2 separate regions of the Mus musculus genome follow, and region 1 is linked to region 2. Evidence: chromatin contacts called from public HiChIP or PLAC-seq data. All regions are on one chromosome and are shown on one strand. Each heading gives the region's core, a stretch centred on a gene start, on an enhancer-like site or on the middle of the called end of the contact. The rest is flanking DNA. Distances are from core to core; before and after follow the strand shown.

What was found. HiChIP or PLAC-seq counts read pairs in DNA pulled down with a chosen protein or histone mark.
Region 1: a contact with region 2 is called in an H3K27ac HiChIP or PLAC-seq map of embryonic stem cells, with 4 times the contacts expected there. The contact joins the promoter of Rtel1 here to the promoter of Tpd52l2 in region 2. A contact is called at or near these places in 2 of 39 promoter capture datasets (macrophages and neural stem cells), 1 of 484 Hi-C or Micro-C datasets (uterus), 8 of 115 datasets of contacts at active chromatin or transcription factors (the SCID.adh cell line, bone marrow-derived macrophages, embryonic stem cells and 2 more) and 3 of 9 other capture datasets (adipose tissue, liver and pancreatic islet).

What each region holds. Positions count from the first base shown.
Region 1 is chr2:181,318,321-181,323,315 of GRCm38.p6, reverse strand. It overlaps Rtel1 (regulator of telomere elongation helicase 1), which reads right to left and starts at 3,592. Exons shown (of 34, transcript NM_001001882.3): 1 at 3,460-3,592; 2 at 2,259-2,510; 3 at 806-1,004; 4 at 422-515. The coding sequence starts at 2,360.
Region 2 is chr2:181,493,757-181,498,627 of GRCm38.p6, reverse strand. Tpd52l2 (tumor protein D52-like 2) reads right to left here and starts at 1,486. Exons shown (of 9, transcript NM_001373959.1): 1 at 1,296-1,486. The coding sequence starts at 1,314. It overlaps Abhd16b (abhydrolase domain containing 16B), which reads right to left. Exons shown (of 1, transcript NM_183181.2): 1 at 3,648-4,871. The coding sequence ends at 3,897.

The DNA.
Region 1 (4,995 bases), core at 2,343-4,842, 180 kb after region 2:
CAAGCAGGTTACAGTGTGCCCTAGCAGCAGGAGCTATCTGGAAACAAATGGAAGCACAAAAAACGTAGGGAACAAAGGAAATAAAAAGTCTAGAATGTGGTAGGTAAGACAAAAAAACCTGGACAGAGCAACCTACTGTCCAAATTCTGCTATATGGGAGCCCTACCGAGATATTAAGACATGAGCAAAGCTGTCTTGAGAAGCCAGAGCTGACCTTAACCACAGGCATGACAGTTCTGCAAGAAGCCCAGGGTTCAAGGTCAGCCATAAGTTCAAAGATCAAAGCTGCTTTCTCACAGTAGTCAAAGCCAACCAGTCTTCACCCCCCACATATAGACATATACACTCAGCTGGTGCTGGTCTAGCTCCAAACCAAGGTCACTATCCAGATACTCTTCAAGTAATGAATATGCCGACATACCGGTAGGCGGTATTCCGAAGCTCACGGATGACCTGAGTTAGCTGGGAGTGCGTTCTAGAAGCATAGATGATCTTTGGGATATCTGTGTAGCACTCTGCACAAGCATAAGGAAAGGCAGCAACTGTGAGGCATATTCTCAGGTGTATTTGTACATGCAGCAGCACTGAGCTAATTCAGTCCTGTAGACATCTACAAACCTGACTCTGACCCCAGGTATATACCCAAAATGGTGAGGAATATAGATGATACAAAATTCTACTTAAATTCTGCTCCAAGAACAGAGGAAGCCTGGATGAACTGGCCCTGTCACAGGCTCTTTCCCTTCGCTCCCATCCGCACAAGAGGCCAGGAGAGATGGGGTGAGGGTGGGGAGAGAGGAGTCACCTATTGAGTCTCCGCTGGCGGCAGCAGCACTCCCCCAGGATGACAAGGTCCGACTGGCAAAGAGTTCCCCTTGAACTCTCTCAGCAATCTTTAGGGAAGAAACTGCATCTCGGAGATGTTGTTGCCAGGCCAAGGTGGAACAGAGGAGGCACAGCGTCTTCCCAGTGCCTGTGGGGCTCTCCAGGATGCCATTCACTTTCTAATTGGTGTCAGGCACAATAAAGGGAAAAGCAGGGGGTGTGGAGAGAAGTCAGATGACTCTGAGATGCACAGCTCACACCCAGAGGACACAAATTAGTTCATGACATTTTCCACTAAAAGCTGTAAGTTAAGATGTCCTCATTAGCAAACTATAGTGGTACACAGAGGCAAACAGATATCTGTGAGTTTGAGGCCAGGCTGGTCTACATAGTAAGTTGTAGAACAGCCAGGGCTAAGTAAAGAAACCATCTCAGAAAAACAAAAACCGCCCTCATTAGCAAAATAATTTCAGAGCATTTCTCCAAATATGACAGAAAATTTCAGCCTAATATAGTCAGATGACTAATCAGGTGCTAAGTCTCAAAATAGGAAACTGCTCTACAATTCTGGATATAGGCATTCACCATATTTGAACAGAATTTGATGTCTTCTGTCCCAGATATCAGATAGAAGCCTGAAGAAGACATTTGAGGAAAAAGTGATTCAAATACAAAAAGGCAACCTCAAGAAACTCAGTAGAAAGCTAAAAACTCCACACCCCTAAGATTTAAAGACTTTTTCCAGGGTTCAAACACAAAAGTCAGCCACAGTAATACATGCCTTTAGCCCTAGCATGCTGAAGGCAGAGACAGACAGATCTCTGTGAGTTGAAGCTAGCCTGGCTTATCCAGAACACCTAGGCTAAAAGTTAGATCCTGTCTCAAAAATAAAATAAATAAATCAAAGTCTCATTTTAAAACTTTCCAAGGGCTGGAGAGATGGCTCAGCGGTTAAGAGCACCGACTGCTCTTATGAAGGTCGTGAATTCAAATCCCAGCAACCACATGGTGGCCCACAACTGTCCATAACAAGATCTGATGCCCTCTTCTGGAGTGTCTGAAGACAGCTACAGTGTACTTACATACAATCAATAAATAAATCTAAAAAGAAAAAAAAAACTTTCCAAAACATTTTCCCCAAACGGTGAAAGCTGGGTATTCCTGCTCCTCTGCATAGAAATGTGCCTCCTAAGCCCATTCCTTATCAAATAGACCCAGCACAAACACCACCTACTCAGAAAGGACAGCAATACATTCTCAAAGTTATCCCTCTCTATAACTATCTCTTTTGTTCACTTGTTATAGTCTCCAACCAAAGAATGCAGACAAACCCAGTCTGGAATGGATGAGGGTAGGGCTACAGTAGGGGTTTGCTGAAGGTATGCCCTCATTGCCCCCTCTCTAAATTACTGTCTTGAGCTTTGTAGCTTTACCTTCTGGAGACATTCTAGCACCTTGGTCATATATTCCTGTTGGCATGGGTAGGGCTGGAAAGGAAAATCCACTGTCACACCATTCAGGACTACCCTGGGCATATCAGCCTATACTGAGGAAGACACGGTGGTAGGCCAAGATGCAGGCTGTCTGGGTCTGTGAGACAAACCCCTCTGATCATCTCAGTGTTTCAGCCACTCCAGGTAAGTGTTGGCAGCATGTGGCATCAGGTTTCCCTCTGTAAGAATTCCCTACAACACAGATAAGAAGAAATCAGCCTTTGTAGCCACAGACCATTACACCAATCATTTTAGGAAGCTGTCCTTGTAGGGTCAGAAAATCTGTTATTTCCCTATCAAAAGGTGCTTAGAGCCTATCATGGTGGCACACGCCTTTAATCTCAGCTCTCAGGAGGCAGAGGCAGGGGTATCTCTTAAGTTCGAAGCCAGCATGTCCAGGGAGTTCCAGGACAGCCAGGGCTATGTAGACCCTGTCTCAAAAAATAAAAAGGAGCTTAGAGATCTAAAGATGATCCCCTGGCTCACCCAATTCCATCCTAGACTGAAAAGCAAAGCAAAGCAAAAACCCAATGTAGTTATCAAAACAAGCACATTTTCAGCACTCTACCTGCAACTCTTCAAAAAGTCTGTGACTAAGAACCTAGGAGCATCCCCTTGTGGCCTGGACCTGAACACAAAAGCGTGGAATGTCTCCAACCTTTGATGCTCTTAAGATTGGGGTCATGCATCATTCGGTCCAGGTGTGCACCCGAATGCAAATAAAGTAGTAAAACAGGCAGGGCGTGGTGCTCCAGCCTTAGTTCCCAGCACTCAGGAGGAAAAAACAGATGGATCTCTGAGTTCGAGACCAGCATGGTCTGCAGAGCGAGTTCCAGGACAGCCAGGAATACACAGTGACATCCTGACACGCAAAACCAAAACCAACCAAACAAAGGTAGCAAAACAGAATCATGATCTGTTCAGCCCTCCGCAAGTCACTAAACTTCTCCAGACCTCCAAGTCTACTGACAGGCGAAAATCTATCCGCCGTCTTGGAACTAGCCCAGGGAGGCGCCTCTAGCTAGACACTGGCAGCAAGAGCCCGGGACCCAGAATGCACCGCGGCACTTCAGAACTAGCGAGTGCGTGATCTATGACCTCTATCCACTCAGATAAAACTGTCAAGCGACTCCCAGCTCACTTGTCTCGGTAGGGCTGCCTTTCAAAGTCCGGTATCAAACAACTGTAAAGACACGGATCCCGCGTGCTCCGCAGTCCGCTGATTGGAACTTCGCGGGCAGATCCGTGTAGCCACGCCTAAATGCTACACTTCCGTTTCCTCCCTTCCGGTCCGCTACTTTGCACCCGGGCGGAAACCGGGTTCCGCGACTTCTGAGTCAGCAGGTTCCCTCGCCTCTGGACGCCAGGGGGCTGGGGGCTGGGGGGTGGGGCTTCGTGCAGTGGACCTGGCCTCATCTCTGTATTCTATCCAAAGCACTTAATATCGTCTAGAGTCTCGCTTGTCTCCCACTCTTTTTGCTTGTTTGTTTCGAAACAGGTTTTCTCTCTGTAGCCTTGATTGCCCTAGAGCTCACTCTGTAGACCAGGTTGACCTGCCTCTTCCAAGTGCTGGGATGAAAGGCGTGCACGCCCGGACACTCATCCCCACTTTTGCATTATAAGCTCCATCTTCTGGAATCTACTAGTTCATTTGGCCAGGCCACTTACATTGTCCGCACAACTAAACAAATCTAAAGCTTTCTTGTGGTTACTGACCTCAAGTCACAAAAGGCATCTTTTCACAGCTGGAGTATATAAAATCCAAATGGCTGCATCTTACCTAGACCCCCACCCCACATTAAGAGTTCTCACTGCCTCCTCTCTCACCCAGGGTCCAGCTTATTTTCCAATCAGTGTCTGCTAGCTGTCAGGTGAGTTCCTCTAAATCTCTAGCACCTAGCACTAGCTGACAGTCAACAAGGAGCTCCAGGGAAGAGAGAGCTGCAAAGTCCTTCAGGGCGGTGCTGACATCAGAGGTGTTTGTTTATTTCAGGCAATCCCAATAGGTATTAGAAAGAAATTGACATTTCAGTGGCTGGCTCTCCACTACTAATAGATACTTGTTTCAGAGCTTCTCTTTAATACCCAGGTAGTTTCCCACAGAAATGCCCATACTTGTGCATGTGAGATCATACTTACAGAACACCCTGACAAACCTATAGATTTCCTTCAGACCCTCATCTCTTATTGGGAATTTGAAGATGAAGGAGGCCACACACACTGGGATGGCACCAATTCCAGGCAAAACTTTCTGGGCTACTAGTGAAGCTGAGACATGAGCTGATTCATCTGCTGCTTGGGTTCACATCAAGACAAGTCTAGTTCACAGCACATAGGTAGTTGCTTTGAGGCAGCATGCCCAGCTTATAATGAAACTATCCTGGAAGGAATGAATATATTCTAAGAGATGCATATGATCTTCCTTTTGACTATCAGGCCATTTAAACAATGGACCCCCCAGAAATTGGAATTCCCCAGGAAAGGAAGGAAAAGAGTGAGGGGTACCAGACAGAGAAGGGACTCTTCTTAGGGAAGAAGATTTTATGCAGTTATGACAACTTGTCAGACCACTGTGGCAAAGAGACTGAAGCTAGAGATGATGGTTAGGACCCAAGGCTGCATAGTAATGTACACATCATCCAAATAAACCTAAGGATCAGAGCTGTAAGGATCATTT
Region 2 (4,871 bases), core at 237-2,736:
ACCTGTTGAGCTGCCTGCAGGCTGTGTATTGTGTTCAAGGTTCTCAGCTTTGTGAACTATCACCCAGGTTGGGGTGGAATTTGCTGTTGCGACCATCTTTGGGTCATTTCTGCTCCTGTAAGTAACCCCTTGCCCATATCCCTGTAAATAACCCTAATAATGCACATTACTTCACTAAAGTAGACTTTGGTGGTATCTGTACCTTTGGTCTGTTCTGAGTTCCCTAGCTGGGATGAGTAGATAGATGTGTGATGCATCTTCCAGGAAAGGTTTTTTTTTTTGGGGGGGGGGTTGTTTTTGTTTTTCGAGACAGGGTTTCTCTGTATAGTCTTGGCTGTCCTGGAACTCACTTTGTAGACCAGGCTGGTCTCCAACTCAAAAATCTGCCTGTCTCTGCCTCCCAAGTGCTGGGATTAAAGGCGTGTGCCACCACACCTGGCTTCCCAGGAAACATTTTGTCACACAACAATGACTGAGTCACATCCTTAGCAGTGTCATTCCAGGGACCAGAATCTACTACTTAAAGATGAAAATAAAACAGTAGATAGCCTTCTGAATTTGCAAATTCCCTTCACAGTAGAAAAAAAAATCCAGAATGTATAAAAACCCAAAATTCTAATGCTTAGGTAATGTGTTAGTGCAAGCCAAACAGTAGAAAGGTTTTTTTTTAATTTAGCCAGTGTAGTTAAGTAAGCATCCCCAGTGTACCACCTTCTCAAGATTTTAATCTCCTGAGCCTGAACCACACTTCTCCGTAGCAACTCCTTACTGGCCTCAGGTGTCTGTTTTGGCAACAGATCTGGTGTTCTGGGTGTGCCCCTGACTCACTCAACCCTTCTCCCTTGAGAATCTCTAAGTAGGCTACAGTGGCGTTACCACCCAAGAGGCGCTGCTCCAAACACAAGGATAGTTGCACCGCCCCTTCCCCGTAGGGAGCCGCCCACAACGTCTCCGCAGGAGCCTAGCACCAGATGTGGTATCCCCTACGGCCCAACGAAAGATAAAGAGCTGCAGAGCCAGCGAGAGGACAGAGGGTGAAGCGCATTAAGGAGAAATGTCTGGAGTTATGAAACTCTAGGAACTGAGAGGGAGCCGAGGAACGCCGCTTCGCAGTGCTCCGAAGGGAGGCCGAGGCGCCAGGGCACACACAGCAAGACCATCGGGAGCCTTGAGGTCAAGGGCCTCTTGGCCGAAGAGAAACAGCGGATTGGTTTGGCAGAGGCTGAGGGGGGGCCGAGTCGCGACTCGGAGGGCGGGAATGCGGCACAGCCCCTGCCCATCCACGGTGCGGGTACCTTGGCTAGCAGAGTCCATGTTCAGGCGGCAGCTGGGTGTAGCTGGCGTCGGTGCTGGGATCGCAGGTCCTACAGGAGCCCAGCCCCGAGGACTGCAAGCTGGCAGCTTCGTACACACGAGCCAGTGGAACTGTAGGGCCGCAGTCGCTTACGTAATCAGCGACGCGCCGCCTTCCTTCCGCTCGGGTTCGTACTCCGCCTTCTTCCCGCCCTCGGTGAAGTAGTGTCCAATAAGAACGTCTTCTGGCCCCACCTAAGACAAATCTTTCAATTTGATAGGTCAGACTGCAGCGAAGCAGGAAGCAATGCTTCTAGTCTGGTTCCACAGTAAGATTCTAGGGTGAAAAAGGGCAGAACAGCTGAAGCTCGAGGCATGGGTGGTTCGGATTGTGTTGCAGTTCGCCGACTTCCCACCTTTAACCTCGGCTGCCCACAAGACTTCTGACTTTGCACCTCGACAGGTCAAACTCAGGCCTATGTACTCCCCAGTCCCCTGTCAACCTCTCCCCACCCCCTGTAAATTCTTTTGGTTTTTGAGTCAGGTTGCTTGCAGCAAAGGACGACCTTGAATTTACTGTGATCTTCCTGCGTCCACCTACCTAGAGCTAGAATTACAGGAGCAAACCATCACAGCTGATTTATACCGTATTGGGGATCGAGAATTCAGAGCTTAATGCATACTGGGCAAACATTGTACCAATTAACTTGCTTTTGCAACCTCTTTATGGAGACTTTTTATTGTCTAGGGAGTGCACTAAAAGTGTAGAGAGCGCGATTCGTCTTCTTGCCCTGCAGGTGCCGCTGTCTCCAGCTGGATTCCCACACTAGTAGGCCAGCTGTTTGGGGGCTGCTGGGCGGCTTGTATTCTGGTACTGGAAGAGTTCACACAGCACTGAACACCTCAGGGACCTGTTGGACCCTCCAAATAACTGAAGCCCAGCCCAGTGTAAGCACTCCGGTATTTTCTCACTTTCTTTTCACAGCATCAGGTGAGCCAGCACTGGCGCCCCCTCCCAGTTTACAGATGAGCAAACTGAGGCTAAAGTAAATTTCCAAAGATCACTCCAGAGCTTTGAGGTTCTTTTTTTTTTTTTTGATTTATTTATTTATTATATGTAAGTACACTGTAGCTGTCTTCAGACACGCCAGAAGAGGGCGTCAGATCTCGTGATCAGATGGTTGTGAGCCACCATGTGGTTGCTGGGATTTGAACTCCTGACCTTCGGAAGAGCAGTCGGGTGCTCTTACCCACTGAGCCATCTCACCAGCCCCGAGCTTTGAGGTTCTTATGGTTTTAGTGTGTCAACACTGACAGGAGAACAAGAGTGCCCCCCCGCCCCATTCCAAATGAGGAAGTCGTGACCATTGGGCAACTCTCTGCTAAAAGCAAGCCTTCCAATTTCTTTTGGCCCTTAATATTTTTCAGAAGAAAAAAAATCCTTAAAACAATATTCCCCCTCTTTCAGAATTGTCCCACCTACAAGATTGAATTTTCAGGGCTGGTTAGATGGCTCAGTAGTTAAGAGCATTGACCACTCTTCCTGAGTCCAATTCCCAGCAATCACTTGGTGGCTTACAACCATCTGTAATGGGATCTGATGCCCTCTTTTGGAGTGTCTGAAGACAGCTACAGTGTACTCATATACATAAAAAAGGTTGAATTTCCCTCTCCAGCTAGGCCCCAGTGAGTACTAGTTCCTAGATGCTTCCCACTACCTGTTCCTTCTCTGGCTCTTCTCCCTGCACGTGTCTTCTTGCACAGGACTAGGTGCTTCATTGAATGTGACAGTATCCTGTTCAAGGCTGTCCACTAATATATCTTCTCCATTTACCATTTTGCTTAACCCAGCCTGGTCAGCCCCTGCCCACAGGGCTGGAAACCACAAGAGCATTAGTCCCTTCTTCATGTAGTGAGTGACCACAGTACAGACAGTGGAAAGCTGAACATCTGACATTCATTTTGCATTCTTGAGCCATGAACAAGACCCAGACCTAGCTTAGGTCTGGCCCAAGATGACACCCAGTAACAAGTGGGTAACATTAACATCTGGTAACGATTCAGGATCTCTAGGACTCACGCCACTCTGTGCCCTGTTAATATAGGTCTGCAGTCCCTCTGTAAATCTCCCCTCCATAGAATACAGAAATGAGAAGGGGGTACCGCACAGCAGCATCTGCTGAGACCTGCTAGCAATGAGACCCTGTAGTGCCAGGAGTCTCCTTTCACTGGGAACTACTTGAATCTTTCGTTAGTGTTCTCTTCTCAGGAGCTACCCTGTAGCCCAAGCCAATGTGAAAGGCACTTTCCTGTGACTCCACAGCCTCCCTTGATCAAATACCACACATTACCATAAATTGGATCAGGTTCATCTTTACATTGCTTTTAAGAATTAGGCACAGACATTCAGATGTTTGCAAGGAAGAGAAAGGATGGAAGCAGGAAAGAACAGAAAGAAAGTGAAGGAAGATATACTGCCTACTCTCCCAGACACCAAGATCCCCAGCACGGCCAGCTTTTCTGTATAGATGTAAGGAGAGGAACAGTTGGGGGGAGCTAGAACGTGTACAGATGCCCAAATGCATGAGTCACAGTAACAGTGGCTATAGTCTCCAGGGCAATTGGAAGTCCTCAGGCTCCAGTGGACTGCAGTGAGTTGCCTCCAGGTTCTTAAGGTGCCTGCGTGCCAAGAACAGTGCAAGCTGCCGGCGCCGCCGGGCACTCAGACCTTGGCCCACGAACCAAGGAAAGGAAAGTCCGTGTGGCCCCCAGGCCTCGGCATCGTCCAGCTCCTTCTGGCATCTCTCACGATAAGAACGAAGTGTTGCTAAGCACCACTCATCATCAACGCGGTAGCGTGCATATAATGCAGTTTCTTGAGCCAAGTTGCTGGCACGTAGCCAGCGGGTTACCACGGTGCGGCCCTCGCGAGCCATCACAGAGGGATATCTGTGCTGTAGAAGGCGCAACAGCAGCTCATTGCCACGGTTACCTTCCACATCCCCCTCCACTTGGCAAGATGGCATCGAGGGTATATGGTTCGAGGTGCTGACAACATCATCTTGTGTACGTCTGAGCAAGAGTACTGGGCCTGGGTAGCAGCACAGCTGCTCAGCAACATTGAGATTGAAGTGTTCCCGTACAGTGCGTACTACCAGCCCTTTCCAACTCTGGGGCATAACCTTCAGCGCTAGTGGCACCAGATCATCAAAGGTGGCGTCCAGCACTAGTGCACCCAGTTCTGGGTAAGTCATGGTGGCCCAAGTGGCTGTGAAGCCTCCTATAGACCAGCCATAAACCACCACGTGTGCTGGCGGGAAGTTCAAACGGTGCAGCGCATATTTGACCACTACATCCATTGCATTTGCATCATGTTGTGGGAAAGGTGCACCTGTGCTGCCTCCAAAGCCAGGGTGGTTCCAGCCTAGCACTGAGTATCCAGCCTCCAGAGGTGCGGACAGGCAGCCCATCTCATAGAAGCCAGCATTCCCTTCACAGCATATGACCAGACAAAGGCCGCGGCCATGGCTGCCGGGATGCTGACGGCGATCCATGAACATGGTGTCAATCTCATTGCC